Regions from separate parts of the Zea mays genome. Here all the other regions are linked to region 2. Evidence: chromatin contacts called from public Hi-C data. All regions are on one chromosome and are shown on one strand. The core of a region is the stretch at or near the end of the contact, and the rest is flanking DNA. Distances in the headings are between cores, read along the strand shown.

The links. Hi-C and Micro-C count contacts between places; a contact is called where the count stands out from the background.
Region 1: a contact with region 2 is called in a Hi-C map of ear, with 2.4 times the contacts expected there. The contact joins the promoter of LOC100193046 here to the promoter of LOC100272872 in region 2. A contact is called at or near these places in 3 of 25 Hi-C or Micro-C datasets (bundle sheath, ear and an unstated tissue).
Region 3: a Hi-C map of leaf shows a contact between it and region 2, with 2.2 times the contacts expected there. The contact joins the promoter of LOC103645966 here to the promoter of LOC100272872 in region 2. A contact is called at or near these places in 10 of 25 Hi-C or Micro-C datasets (bundle sheath, ear, leaf and 3 more).

What each region holds. Positions count from the first base shown.
Region 1 is chr2:11,891,575-11,895,804 of Zm-B73-REFERENCE-NAM-5.0, forward strand. It overlaps LOC100193046, which reads right to left and starts at 2,562. Exons shown (of 5, transcript NM_001138214.1): 1 at 2,389-2,562; 2 at 1,908-2,107. The coding sequence starts at 2,107. LOC103645967 reads left to right here and starts at 2,641. Exons shown (of 3, transcript NM_001351122.1): 1 at 2,641-3,129. The coding sequence starts at 2,694.
Region 2 is chr2:11,666,231-11,670,383 of Zm-B73-REFERENCE-NAM-5.0, forward strand. LOC100272872 reads left to right here and starts at 2,592. Exons shown (of 14, transcript NM_001360152.1): 1 at 2,592-2,757; 2 at 3,622-3,735. The coding sequence starts at 2,698. It overlaps LOC118471904 (translation initiation factor IF-2), which reads left to right. Exons shown (of 7, transcript XM_035965182.1): 7 at 1-1,678.
Region 3 is chr2:11,871,103-11,875,836 of Zm-B73-REFERENCE-NAM-5.0, forward strand. LOC103645966 (Core-2/I-branching beta-16-N-acetylglucosaminyltransferase family protein) reads left to right here and starts at 2,747. Exons shown (of 11, transcript NM_001351119.1): 1 at 2,747-3,022; 2 at 3,305-3,764; 3 at 4,514-4,612. The coding sequence starts at 3,399.

The DNA of each region.
Region 1 (4,230 bases), core at 1,312-3,811, 230 kb after region 2:
AACCAGAATAAAAAGGAATGTCATAGCCCATAGTAGCAATTCTTGCAACAAAAGTTTTCTTTTTTCAACTGCTCAAAGTCTGTAACCAAGTTTTACAAGTTAGCTGTAGTTCCATTCTATCTTCAAGCATGGCAGCATCAGAAACAGCGCTTGGGCTCCATTCAAAAAGTTAAAGGTGTTTGTGTTGTGGTATTCTCAATCAAATTAGTCATTACAAACTAGTCAGTTATAGCAAGTCCCTGCTGTCATAACGATGAAAATTGTATTATTTCAGGACTGAGTAAACATCATTATATGTTATGTTCTGCCTTACTCCTGTTCTACAAGTTACAATATCCCTAGATAAATAAGAGAGATGGCTGAAGTTATTCATCTTGATTTTGACCCCCACACTACAACAGTGTGATAAGGCCAGTCAATCGGTTTTTTCGGTGTAATCAGTTTACTGGTGTAATCGGTTTGTTTGTTCAGTTTTAGAGAACTTCGGTGTTGCAGAATGAAGAGTCGATCAATGTTTGGAACAAAAACCAACATTTTCGTTTATCTGTTTTTTGGCTCGGTGTTCGCTTTTTGCCAAACTACATCGAACACTAGCACAGCACCCTGAACGGAGGACAGAGACAGCAATTTAGCTATGTGAATGATTAAAAAACGGGGATAACAGCAAGCTGTTCAACACAACCACATGCCGTTCAACATCAATCAAAGCACGGGATTCAGGAAGACCAAAAAATCAAGAAAGGAAGTGGAGAACTGAATTTGAACAGGAGAGACAGACACATCCCACAAGGAACCCACTGACCTGCACCGTCGCATCGGCTTTCAAGGTGCTGATGCGCCGGCGCGCCACGCTCGTCGTGGTATGCGTCATCGCTAACTCGCAGCACCACTGAGCAGGATGCACCATAGCTAAGCCCTGCGGCGGGTGCTGATGCGCCGATGCGCCACGCTTGCCGTGGGATGCGCCATCACTAACTCGCAGCACCACTGGGCAGGATGCACCATAGCTAAGCCACGCTGCGGGTGCTGCCATCGATTTGGTCACTAGGGATAGAGTCAGGGCCTCAAGGGTGCGGTGCGGGAATGCTGGCTGGGCGTCTTGGCTGGCTGTGGGCCACCTTGGTGTGGGCTTCATGGGCTGACTGTTGATGGAAAGTTGGTTTAGCTGCTCTAGTGCTTATGGCAGATACACTTCGGTATATACGGTGAGTCAGTTTGGTCAGGCCTAAGCACTGACACCGAAGCCGATCACTGAGGTATCAAGAAATCAAAACCGATCCCATGCCGAACAACTAATAGTTTGGGTTAGTTCGGTTTCAGGTCGGTAATTGGTGTCTGGGAAAAATATGCCCAGCCCTAAGTGGGACTGTGGGAGTTTTTTTCTGTACATATCTAATTGCTGAGTTAATTAGTAATGAATGTTGCTTCAAGAACAAATGAGGTGCATGTCAAATAATTCATGGAAACAGATACAATAGTGAAAGTTGACTCACTGTTTTTTCGGTTACCCAAGATTGTCGCCACCTCATAACAGATCCTAAACGAGGTACGTATAAAGTATAATTCAAATGAAGATCTAAGGATCTCATAATCCTTAAAGTAAGATTATATTGTATACTGCTGCTGCTGAGCATGCTTTTAATCATAAAATTTCTACCAAGGGCCAACGGAAAAAGTACCTAAATCTCAACATATCTACTATGAACCCCTCATCACACTAGTTCGATACAGCCACCCAAATGTGTCCAAGGTTTTCAACAGTACAATTTTATGACTGCATATATTACTTGCATAAGCTGACTTACAATGACTACTGCAATGGCACGCGAGCAGATCTCACCAATTCATTGATTGTACAAAATAGGCAGACGTAGCATATTGTTCAGTACCAAAGGGTAACAACTTACGTTGGGATATTGTAAGTGAGGGGAATGAGTGTGGTTGGAGCATAGCAACCCATTCCCATCGCCGCTGCTAACTGGTTCTGTTGTATGGCATATATCCCTGGACCTTGAGCCTGATCATCCCCGCCTTGCTGGGGAAATACCCCAGAAAGGTAGACAGGGTACACCATCGGAGAAGCAGAAGGACCGTTCGGTGTGGCCATCTGGATTATCATCACCAGCAACAACAGCACATAGCAGTATTATCATCACCATCAGGAGGAAACACATATTAGAGAAGATTTTTAGAAGAAACAAAATATGCTAGCGGCCTGGATCAGGAACGTGCCCCGTAAGGCAGATCGGTGTACAACCCAATAATTTTTGCAAAAAAAATGTACATGCATAGGCTTGTAATTTGATCAGATCCGGATACAAATAGCTAAGTTAGGGTTCGGGTTCTCGGTTTCGCACAGCAGGAATGGAAAAGTAAGGATCCGCATACCTTGTGGGTGCGGGTGCTAATCCCCGAGACCCCGACGATGGCTTGGCGAAGGGACCGACGATGGCCTGGGCACCTAGCTAGGGCGCCGGCGGTTTGCCTAGCTTCCGCACGCGAGAGGCACAGGGCGAGCGCACGCGAGAGGGAGGCAGCCGGCACTGCAACTGCTGAAGTCCGTGTGTTTTTCTTATTTTTCAGTTTGGCCCTTCTGTACGTTTAATGCAGCCCGTATCTCCGCCTCCCGCGGCCCGTCTCGACACTTCCATCACCGCCCATCGAAATCCTTCTACCGCCCCGCTCCGTCATCCATGGCTCGTCTGCTCGCGGCGCGAGCCCTTGCGCTGGCCCGCCCCTCGGGGACGCCATCCGCCCTACGCTTCTGCCCCTCCCGTGCGCTGTCGGACGAGGTGGAGTTCGTCGAGATCGACCTATCCGAGGAGTCCCCTGCCTCTTCATCCGGAGGGGAAGGCGAGGGCGACTCAGCCACGGTTCAGGCGCAGATGGGGTCGCGGCGCCTGGAGGACGCCATCTATGGGGTGCTCGTGCGCCGGGCGGCGCCCGAATGGCTCCCCTTCGTGCCCGGGGCATCCTACTGGGTCCCGCCGTTGCCGCGGCCGCTCGGGGTGGCGAGTCTCCTCGGCGCGGCTGTGTACACCGCGAGGGGCGCCACGGCGATGACGGAGGAGGAGGCGTTCAGCTTCACTACCGTACGGGGGTGTCCATCCGCGGCGTACTTTGTGGGAGGTGAGGTGGATTAAGCAAGCATTTCATTGGGGTTGCGAAATGATGATGTGTTAGGGCTGCATAGTTTTGATTTGTCACTGAATCATAGTAAGTTTCGGTACTCTTGGGGGTGGGGGGTTTGCAAGTTGTGCAAGAAATTTTTGGGGTGCACTTTTATTTTTATACATGGTTAGCTAAATGATTGTTTATATTGGATTGATGCGTGCTAACTTCAGGTCCACGTTGGACGCATAATTGGTTCGTTTTAGTTTTGGGTGGATGGTTATCGGTGTTTCAGAGATGGGGCCTCTCCAATGCAATGCAAGTGTTGTTCCCAACATTTTTGTTCCTTTATGAGTTTTGATGCGATGAAATAGGTCTAGAACTTATTGGTGCATTGTTTGCACGGATGAAGTTGAAATGTTTCAAAACTTAAGTTGATGTAAAGGAGTAGGCCTGTTCATGGTCCTGTTTGTGCAGGTTTGAGCGGGTTCGCAAACCAAGCCGTGTGCATGTACTCTGGTCTGGGTTGGGTAGCTCTGCACAGGTTAGTAGCTGGTTTCATAACATATATGGTTGGGTCAGTCCAGTCTGGGTTGATGGTTTTTCACGGTTTCTCAGTTGATAAGTCCCATCGCTAGAAGGAAAAACAAAAAAGGAAGGTTCCTAGAATCCCATCCCCTTCAAAGGTAAAACCTGAAACCAACCCAGAATCTCAACAAACACAGGTTTCACCATCAGGGCTATAAAGGAGTATGTTTTCTGTCTTAACTTCACCTGATGGTGAAACTTGTGTTTGTTGATAACTTAATGTGAGTCCAATGTACTGCAATGTGCCCTTGCACAATCTAGCTCTTGTAGTTGTAGCTATGAAGGTTGGAGGGTTATGTGTTCCATAACAGGTTCTTAGAATTTTGATATATTATTTTGTGAATGATGACTCGCAACCATGTGAGCACAACTTCATAGGCTCAGTGTATACAAATACAAGTGAATGCTTTCATGAATTGTCATGATCGTAGTTGGCGTATAAGTTTGTCAAAAAAATGGTGATCCTTAATGGCATTGGAACTCAAATGGTAGGATTGCAAACCATAGGATCATAAAAAATAGAATTGCAAA
Region 2 (4,153 bases), core at 1,342-3,841:
ACCCAGAGGGGCAGTGGAGAGTAACCCAACACCCCCTCCTCCGACCGTCATAGCGCTTCTTTCCTCTGGCTTCATTTCTTACCTATGTATGGATGGTCTTCACCGCTGGTTACATCTAGCAAGTCCTCCCAGGGGTGATCTCAATTTTCTCCTGATTTGCTCTCTCCTTTGTTTTTTTATTGATTCATCTATGCACATTTAATGATCTATGGCGTGCCTTCAATGCAATTGGTGGAGGCAGTGACATGAAGGAGATTGTCATGCTGCCAAAGCACATCAAGGACAATGCAAACAAGGACAGAGGAAGACCGGACATGCCATTTCCAGGTGGTGACATTTCTATTCTCACGCGCCCACCCAACATTTTTGCTTTTACTAAATGACTATGTGCACGAATGCTTTGTGGATGTTGAGAGGGATTATCTGTGCTTGACAAAACAGTATCCCAGACTTGCAATTACTCCAGAATTTTCTAAGGTTGGGCATTTTGTACATTGAACTTTTGTTGCTGATCGATATTCAATGTGGCTTTTGGCATTCTCTGTCACTCTAGCTAGGTCCTTGGATGAGCCACACTATTGACATGGGTTTAGGTGAGTGACTCATCACGGTGCCTTTATATGGCTCGATCAATTCCTAATTTGCTATAGTCTGGTTGTCACTAGAATTTCCTCATTTGGCATGCAATAATTACAATTGATTTGCCTGGTACTCTGATTGAAATGGGAAAGTTGAGTGCTTACATATGTCGATCCACAATATTTCTTTATTGTCAAGGGCAGAGATAAAGTGAATTGTGTGGATTCACACCAACTGCACCTTCAGATCTCTTCTGGGTCGTTTCATTTCAAAAAATACTGGCCATATCCCCCTATATATCTGGTAAACATAGATTGAGGACTAGATAGACCAGGATAAACAAGGCGTGTTAATTGTTGACAAATATAATATAAGTAAAATCACAGTAATGACGAGTGAACAAACATGCCTTTGTTGCTTCATCTGTTTGAAACTAGAGATATCAACCTTTAAGTGCAGCTTAAGGTTTTTTGGGATGATTCTTTGTTTATCATCGCAGGATATAATGCACATGGGTTAGTTCATCTCTTTTTCTTTTGCACCCAAGTATGCCATTTTGGGGATTTCTCCACTATGTATGTTTAAATGAGCACATTATTTAGAAGCCTTTTATTATCATGTTGTTATGTTCTATGTTGTTTACTGCTTGCTTGGTGTAATCTCTAGACCCGTGGATCCAATTGCTTTTGCAAGGGAAAGAGATATGCCTTCTGATTCAGATAGGACCTTAAATGAAGACAAGCGTTTCATATCTTGTAGTATGCCACGGGAGCATCAAAAGATCTTTGAATTGGGATGAAGAAAACGTAGAATATAGTGTAATTTTATAGTATAAAATTTAGAGTCTATTGTCACCCATACATATAAGTGTCTTGTGAACGTTTATGGAACCAGGGAAGAAGACATTGTTCTGTATGGCCAGTCTGTTGGTAGCAGACCAACCCTTGATCTAGCTATTCGTTTCAATCGTGAAGAGATGTGGTATTAATCATAGATAAGGGATGTTTAGTTCCAGAGACTAAAGTTTAGTACGTGTCACATAGAATATTTGAATCTCATTGTACTATGGATTTATATATCATTGTGACATTTGTCGTTATGTATTGATGTTTTATACTCATATTGTTTGGTTGCTGGACTAGCGTTCGGCTGCTGCCCCTGCAGCAGTAGCTGATGCTGCTACGTCACGTTATATAAAAAGTAAATATTGTAGCATTTGCAGTTGTCACAGCTCTTAGACCATCACCGAATAAGTGTACTAATTTTTAACTTACGTAGCCAAGCACGGGCACATACCTAGTTTACTATTATATCCTGTTTCAATCCTGTATATTTGTGCATATGCCGCCGTGACTGAATAATTCAGTCGATCTGCAACGACCGTCCAGCGCTTGCCGCTTGGGCCTTATCTCTCAAGCAATCTGGGCGTCACGCGTGTTGTGGGCCAAACCAGACTAGCGCTCCCTGCGTATGCTGCCGTCGGATGGGGCCGACTAGACCCGTGACGGCTCAGAACAATCTCTGTCCAACTGGGCCATGACTGCGTCAAAGCAAACCTGGAGCGGGCCTCCGTGGCGACGAGCAAACGTGAGCGGTCCTTGACGCGTGCGTGACCTCTTCTGAGAAGAAAAAACCAAGCATCGCCGTACGCGACGGCGGCGGATCACGAGCTCACTGCACAAAGAACCAAAACCAACCGTTTGCTCTGTCATTTGTCCCCGTGCCCGTGATCCACTTCGCTAGTACATCGCCAATAGACCCCACAGGCCACAGGCCACCAAAGAAGAGAAGCACCCGCGGCGCGGGAGTAAAAAATTACTCTACAGCAGGCAGCAGCCTCCACTGGAGCCATGGTCACCTCGACTCGACCCAATCCGGAGACGCCGACGAGTTCACGCGACCTATAGCAAAACGACACGCCGACCGGACGGTCGAAACGCACGGGGGCAAAGCAAATCCCCCGATCCCACCACGTACGTTTTTTAAGAGCACCACTTACGATCTCCTTCGCCAACCGCGCCGCTCTCTCTCTCTCTCTCGCACGAGCCGCGCCGGCGCCGCCACCACGCGCGCGGGAGACAGAGACCACAGCCGCAGCCACCGGCGGGCGGAATAGGAATGGTGGCGCCGGGGGGAGGAGCAGGAGGAGGTCCGTCGCGGTGGCCGGCGGCGGAGGAGGTGAGAGGTTGCGTGCGGCATTCCACCGACATGGGGGCGGGGATTCGCATGGGGCTGCCGGCTGCGGGCGACGGGCGTGCGTGCGTGCGTTGCTGGGTTGCGATCTCGCGGCCGCGTGGGTTTTGCCGCCTCGGGGGATCCAGAGGTGAAGCCGCGGCCGGCGATTTCAGATTGTTTATGGCCGGGGACGCCCATCGAAGGCGGCTCCAGTTGGCAGACACTACTTGATTTACTCGTCACTTGATTAGTAGTTTATCTGGATCCGTTCATGCCGTTTTTTGTTTGTTCCAGATGCATCTCTTTTGATTATTAAGCTTATGCTCCTGAGACGTCTTTCTTAGCTTCGAGTTGATTGGGAAAATGCTGGGTGGTAGTTAGTGATACTCGACTGATTTGGGATAATATCGTACCCCGCTTTTGCTTTCTGATGACGTGTCTAGTAGTGGAAAGTAAGGTTCCATTATTTCCCTTTTAATTGATAAAACAAAAGGAGAGGATATATATTCATTATGCTTTTGTTGGGATAATGGGTTCTCATTGTTGGTTCGAGTCTGGGTATAATGACCTGTAGCTTTCATCTGGTCTCAGAACAGCCTGAATTTTCCTGGTTTCAACTTTCAAATAAGCAACAACGATATGACTGGCCATTTCTGTGGACAGGAAGGATGCGTGCATATTAGTTTCCGATGACCCCACCTGATCATGTACCTAGCTGAACAAATGGGACTGGAACTGATCTTGTCAAAGTTGCATGATCTCAAATGGGAAACCCCATGTTAGTGTAGGGTGGCCGACCTTAACTTAATCTTGTTAGTTAGTCTATTGCAATGTTTTTCCTTTTACATATGTTTGCTGGTATTGCAGCTTGACACTGTACGGAAGAAGGTGGTGGAGATTAGTGGAAGGGATGAACAAGAGGTTATGGTTGCTGCTTGCCCCTACAGAATTTGCCCTTTGGGGGCTCATATTGATCATCAGGTGACCTTGTGTTACTATCTTGTTCATATTTTATCAGAAGATAAAGTCACAATTAAAGTACATCTTAGTTAAATTTATCCCAGTTTGGCCATCGATATTTATTCAATCGTAATTCAGGCAACACAGTTACACATAGCATGTTCCAGAGACCACGTTGTTTCCATATAAATGGTAATATTGCAGTATTATTCTGTATATATATATATTGACATGGTACCACCTCCAACATTGACCAGGCTTTAGATGACTTCCAGGACATCATTAGGACACTCCCTGGGCAAATGTTTGCAAGTTGGATCAAGCTATGTTCAGTAATGAACAAGCTTTATGGCTTGACATAGTGGTGACAATTGATCACTGCCAAGTGCCAATAATAAAAAAACCACTTGAGTATTGTTTAGAACATGTTCTGGTATTT
Region 3 (4,734 bases), core at 1,497-3,996, 210 kb after region 2:
CGGCTCGGATCGGCTCGTTTGAATTTTTACACGAGCTGAGCTAGCATCCCAGCTCGGTTTCTTAACGAGCCAGCTCGGTTTGTTAACGAGCCAGCTCGTGAGCTAAACGAGCTATCACATTTCAGCAAAACAAAACTATATACATATCATGTACGTAACAATTGATGAATATGTTATATGTATGTGTGATGTATATAACCTATAAGTTAAACTAATGATTGATGAATTATGTCTATATATGAAATTGGTTTATGCGAATATAAGTGTGAGTTAAACTGCTGAACATGTGTGTGAATAGTGAATTGATGAGTGATGAGTGGTGTTAATTTGGTGTTATATTGATGCGGTTTGTGAAACTATTAGTATAATTACTATTTTATGTTGTTAAATTAGCTTAAAATTAACTAAAAATTGATTGTTATACACATATTATTTTTTTCTGCTCTGGCTCACGAGCTAAACGAGTCAGCTCGAGCTCGTAAACAAGCCGAGCCGAGCTGACTCTATGGCTCGCTACCTTAACGAGTCGAGCCGAGCCGAGCTGGCTCGATATCCAGCCCTAGGCTCATGGCCCATGCTCCCCTGGTTCCGCTTCTGCTTGACCCTGGTGCGGGCGCGCGCGGTGGGGTGCCAGTGGAAGCTCTTGTCAGGTTGGAAATGCCTGGCTCGGGTCGATTCAGACGGCCACCGGTCGGTCTAGCAATGGCCGCACCGCACGCTTAGCGTGCACGCGACGAAGGAGAGGAAGATGTTGCACGCTTGTCGTGCACGTAGACGTCTATGTAACATTGAAAAAAAAGAGCCGTATAAAAATTGAGAGAAAGCTTGGTCCTATTTATATTATTATAAAGGCATCTAATGACGTCGAGAATCCTTAAAATAGCAGTGGCTGAACGATCCTGGCTGTCCAATAAATTTCCCAATCATAAGCTTTAGATGATGCTGGACGCACAATTACAAAATCTTAAATAGCGTTGGGTTGGAGAATGATGATGCAGCAAGTGGAGACTCGGAAACACGAGTGGATGAACAATCGGGACAGCCCAATGTCGTTAGAGCATCTATAATAGTTCTCTAAATAAGTTTCTAAGTACAAATTTTAAAAGTTGTTAATAAAAAAGGTCCTCCAACTGTTATGTAAAACAAGTGGCTAAATTTATAAAGTTAGGATATTCCAACAGGTATGTAAAAGAGGTGAGTAAATTTATAAAGTTTGTAGCTAACCTCATATTATTGCTAAATGTTGTAACCTTTTGTTCACTCCCGAAATACAGGTGTATAAAAACTATTTGACAACTGAATATAGAGAATATTAGAGCAACTCCAGTAGTTACTTAAAAGAACTCCCTAAATCAAAATTTTGAAGAACTGGTATGGAAACATCTCTCCAACAATTCTCTAAAACAGCTCCCCAAATTTATCAACTTCTAATTCAACCCTATGTACTCTTCAAATATAGCTATTCTTTTACCACTCCCGAAATAAAAAAAATTCGTGTGTAGGCTTTCCCTGTCGGTCTGTCTCGCGCCCTTTTTTTTCCTCCCCGCCGGCGTCCAGGTTGCTCAGCCGCCATGTCCGTTTCGCTTTCCCGTCGCCAGGTTCGGTTGCTCAGCCACCAGTCCGACTCCCCTCCATCAGGAACCCATCCCCTGCTGCTACCGGTGGTGCGTTTCTTGCCGTCGTTTTCTAATTCGTGTAGCCGGCGGCTCTGTCTCCCTGCTACCGGGACGCCTGTTTCTCTCACAGGTCGCAGCCGCCGCCGGTACCCGCCTCTAGGTCCCGAAAGCCACCACAGTTCCCTATAGCCGGTCCTAGGCTCCAGCAGGGCCACCTCACCGACGACGCACATAGGTTGAAGCCATCACAATAACATGTTTTGTTTTTGTTTTCTTGGTTGGTTCATCTCGTTTTCTGATGGGATAGGATTCAGTATTCTAATGCACAATACCTACTGTAAAACTATATGGATCAGTAAAATGGCCTCCCCCTCTCTTGAGAGTAACTTTGGATGATTTGTGCAGCACAAAGTATGAAATAATCATCATCATTCATCCAAAACTCGTGACGACAACAATTTATTTGCACTCATCGCCTGAATTTACAAACAGATTTGCTATGAGTAAATTAAAATTGCAAGTGTTGAATATACACCGACATAAATTATAAGATTGCTGGGCGGTGGTGGCCGGCAGATCACATCGCTGGGCAGCCGAACCTTGCTGGGCGCTAGGTAGATTTGGCCTCGCGACGGTGTAACATGCAACAGCCGGGGGAAGGAAATGAAAAAAAGACGGGATGATGGAAACGGAAAGGAATAGAGGACCTGGCCCACAAAACCAATTTCAAATTTAATTTACTACCTAAATATAAGAAACAATTGGAGATCACAAAATTTTTTATGCCCAACCCTTGTTTACCAACTCCCAACGCTACAATTTAAGGAGCTATTTTTTAAGTAACTACTGGAGTTGCTCTTAGAGAACACATAATTGTTTTACTCTTTATATTATTTAGTAAGTAACTCACTGCATCTTTATGTAGGGAGATTTTTTTAAACTAGTGGAGACCTATATGTAGCAAGTTTTTTTTTACAAAACTAGTAGAGATGCTCTTAAAAAATATATAACAATGAATTGCCAAATTAAAATTTCAGAACGAAACCAGGGGGAATGCAGCAACATCTTTGGCGTGTATCAAACCAAAACAAACAAGCAAATCCAACCGCCTCGTTCCTTCCCTCGTCTCTACCAGTCTCCCCCCTTCCGTTTTTCTCGTCGCGGTCGCGGGTCACAGCCGCCGCGCCGGTCGCGCCCCCTTCCCAAGACCTCACGCTGTCACGCACGTATATCAATCAGAGCGTTGGACCTTGGCACGACCTGATTCCTGATCCTCTTGCGCGTTGGACCGCGCCCGCCGAAGCTCTCTCTCGCGTCCTCTTGTTTCTGCCAGCGACGACTTCGCGCGCGGCCGCGGCGCCGCCGCCTCCTGCCCAGGCCCTTCGCCGGCGACAAGCACCCACCAGGTATGCCTACCCTCGTCCCTTAACGATGCGCGGAACCGAGCACCCACCTAAACCCTAATGCAAACCAGTATTCGTATTCGGGTGATCGGATCTGATTTAATGCAATTACAAGTGCATGCCAACTGAAATACTGAATTCCCCTGCTAACTTCGATTCCTCTGCAAAAATCACCTCACAGTGTACTATATTGGGTGAGGGTGATTGGGTCCGTCCCCTGCTTCATTTATAACCTTAACTTACTGTCATTCTGATCAACCAAACCGTTGTACTGTTCTGTTGCAGACGGGCTTGTACAAGCGAGAAGGAATTATCTGCCGACCATTTTTCACCACACTGGTGGAGTCCGAGAGTAATGAGAGCTGTGAAGCTTAAATAGATGAAGTTGCATCAAGTTTGGCAGCTGGGCATTAAGGATATGAAGGCCGTCCCACTTCCTCGCCCGAGGGCAGCCACGAGAAGGCGCGCGTGGATGCTCGCCGTTGCAGCTTTTATCTTCGTCGCACTAGTCTGGGCTTATCTGTATCCTCCCCCGCGTTACACCTCTCCTGTGAGAGATTGGCTTCCTGGTAGGCTCCCTGCGGAACCAGCCAGGGAATTCACTGATGAGGAGAGGGCCTCGCGTGTTGTTTTCAGACAGATCTTAACAACACCTCCTGTTCGATCTAAGAACTCAAAAATAGCTTTCATGTTCTTGACTCCGGGGACACTGCCATTTGAAAGGTTGTGGGAAAAGTTCTTTGAGGTAAACATCCCCTGTTTGTTCTGCTGGTAGATTCATGCATTCATCATAGCCCTTGCAAAGTGAATGGCTTTCATAACTGATATTGGCCCTTTGCATATATGCTATACAGCTAGGATTTCAGTAGAACCACCTCTGAGATTCAAACACTAATATTGTATAGTAGTTTTCTTCTAATACAACTAGGCCTTGACATGTGAGTGTGTGTGGGTGTCTGGTCGTTCCTCCTTTGCTTGTGGTGCTGGTGCATGTGTCTCTGTACTGCTCTGCTGCTGGTTGTTTGTAGGCTGTTTTGTTTTGCTCTTTTTTCCCTGCACACAACTGGCTTTGTATCTCATATTTTTATCCATTCTTAGTACAATAACGTGCTGTGTTTTCGAGAAAACAAAAATCGAATTCGATACTTCTATATGAAGGATGTAAATTTTAGAATTTAACAATCATTCAAGATAACAAACAAGGTTGATCTTATGTTTCGGTTCAGTTCTTTTCTTATTTCAAATCGTTCACAACTACTATAGCCTGAAGGCTGAAGCCACTCTTTGTATGATGTTGTAAAAAGACCTCTATTATTGCATTACTAATCAGGATCATTTATTGTAACTTCATTTTGTAACAGCTATAATTTAATGCTATGTCCTGAGCATTAAGTTTAAAAGTACAATATGGGTATTGTGAAGGCCTGCTAATCTATTGTGTCATCATCTTTAGCTCAAAGTCAGTTTCTCCATGACCTACTGTATTTTCTGTAGGGCCATGAGGGAAGGTATACCATATATGTTCATGCCTCAAGAGAGAAGCCAGAACATGTCAGTCCCATATTTGTTGGTCGAGAGATACACAGTGAAAAGGTAATGGCCCTAGTTCCACATGAAGAAGGAACTGAACTCAGTTGGTGGGAGGTGGTGTACACACCCACTAGGCCACTACCCAAGTTCAAGTTCTCTTTGGCTCGAATTTGTCTGCCTATTTC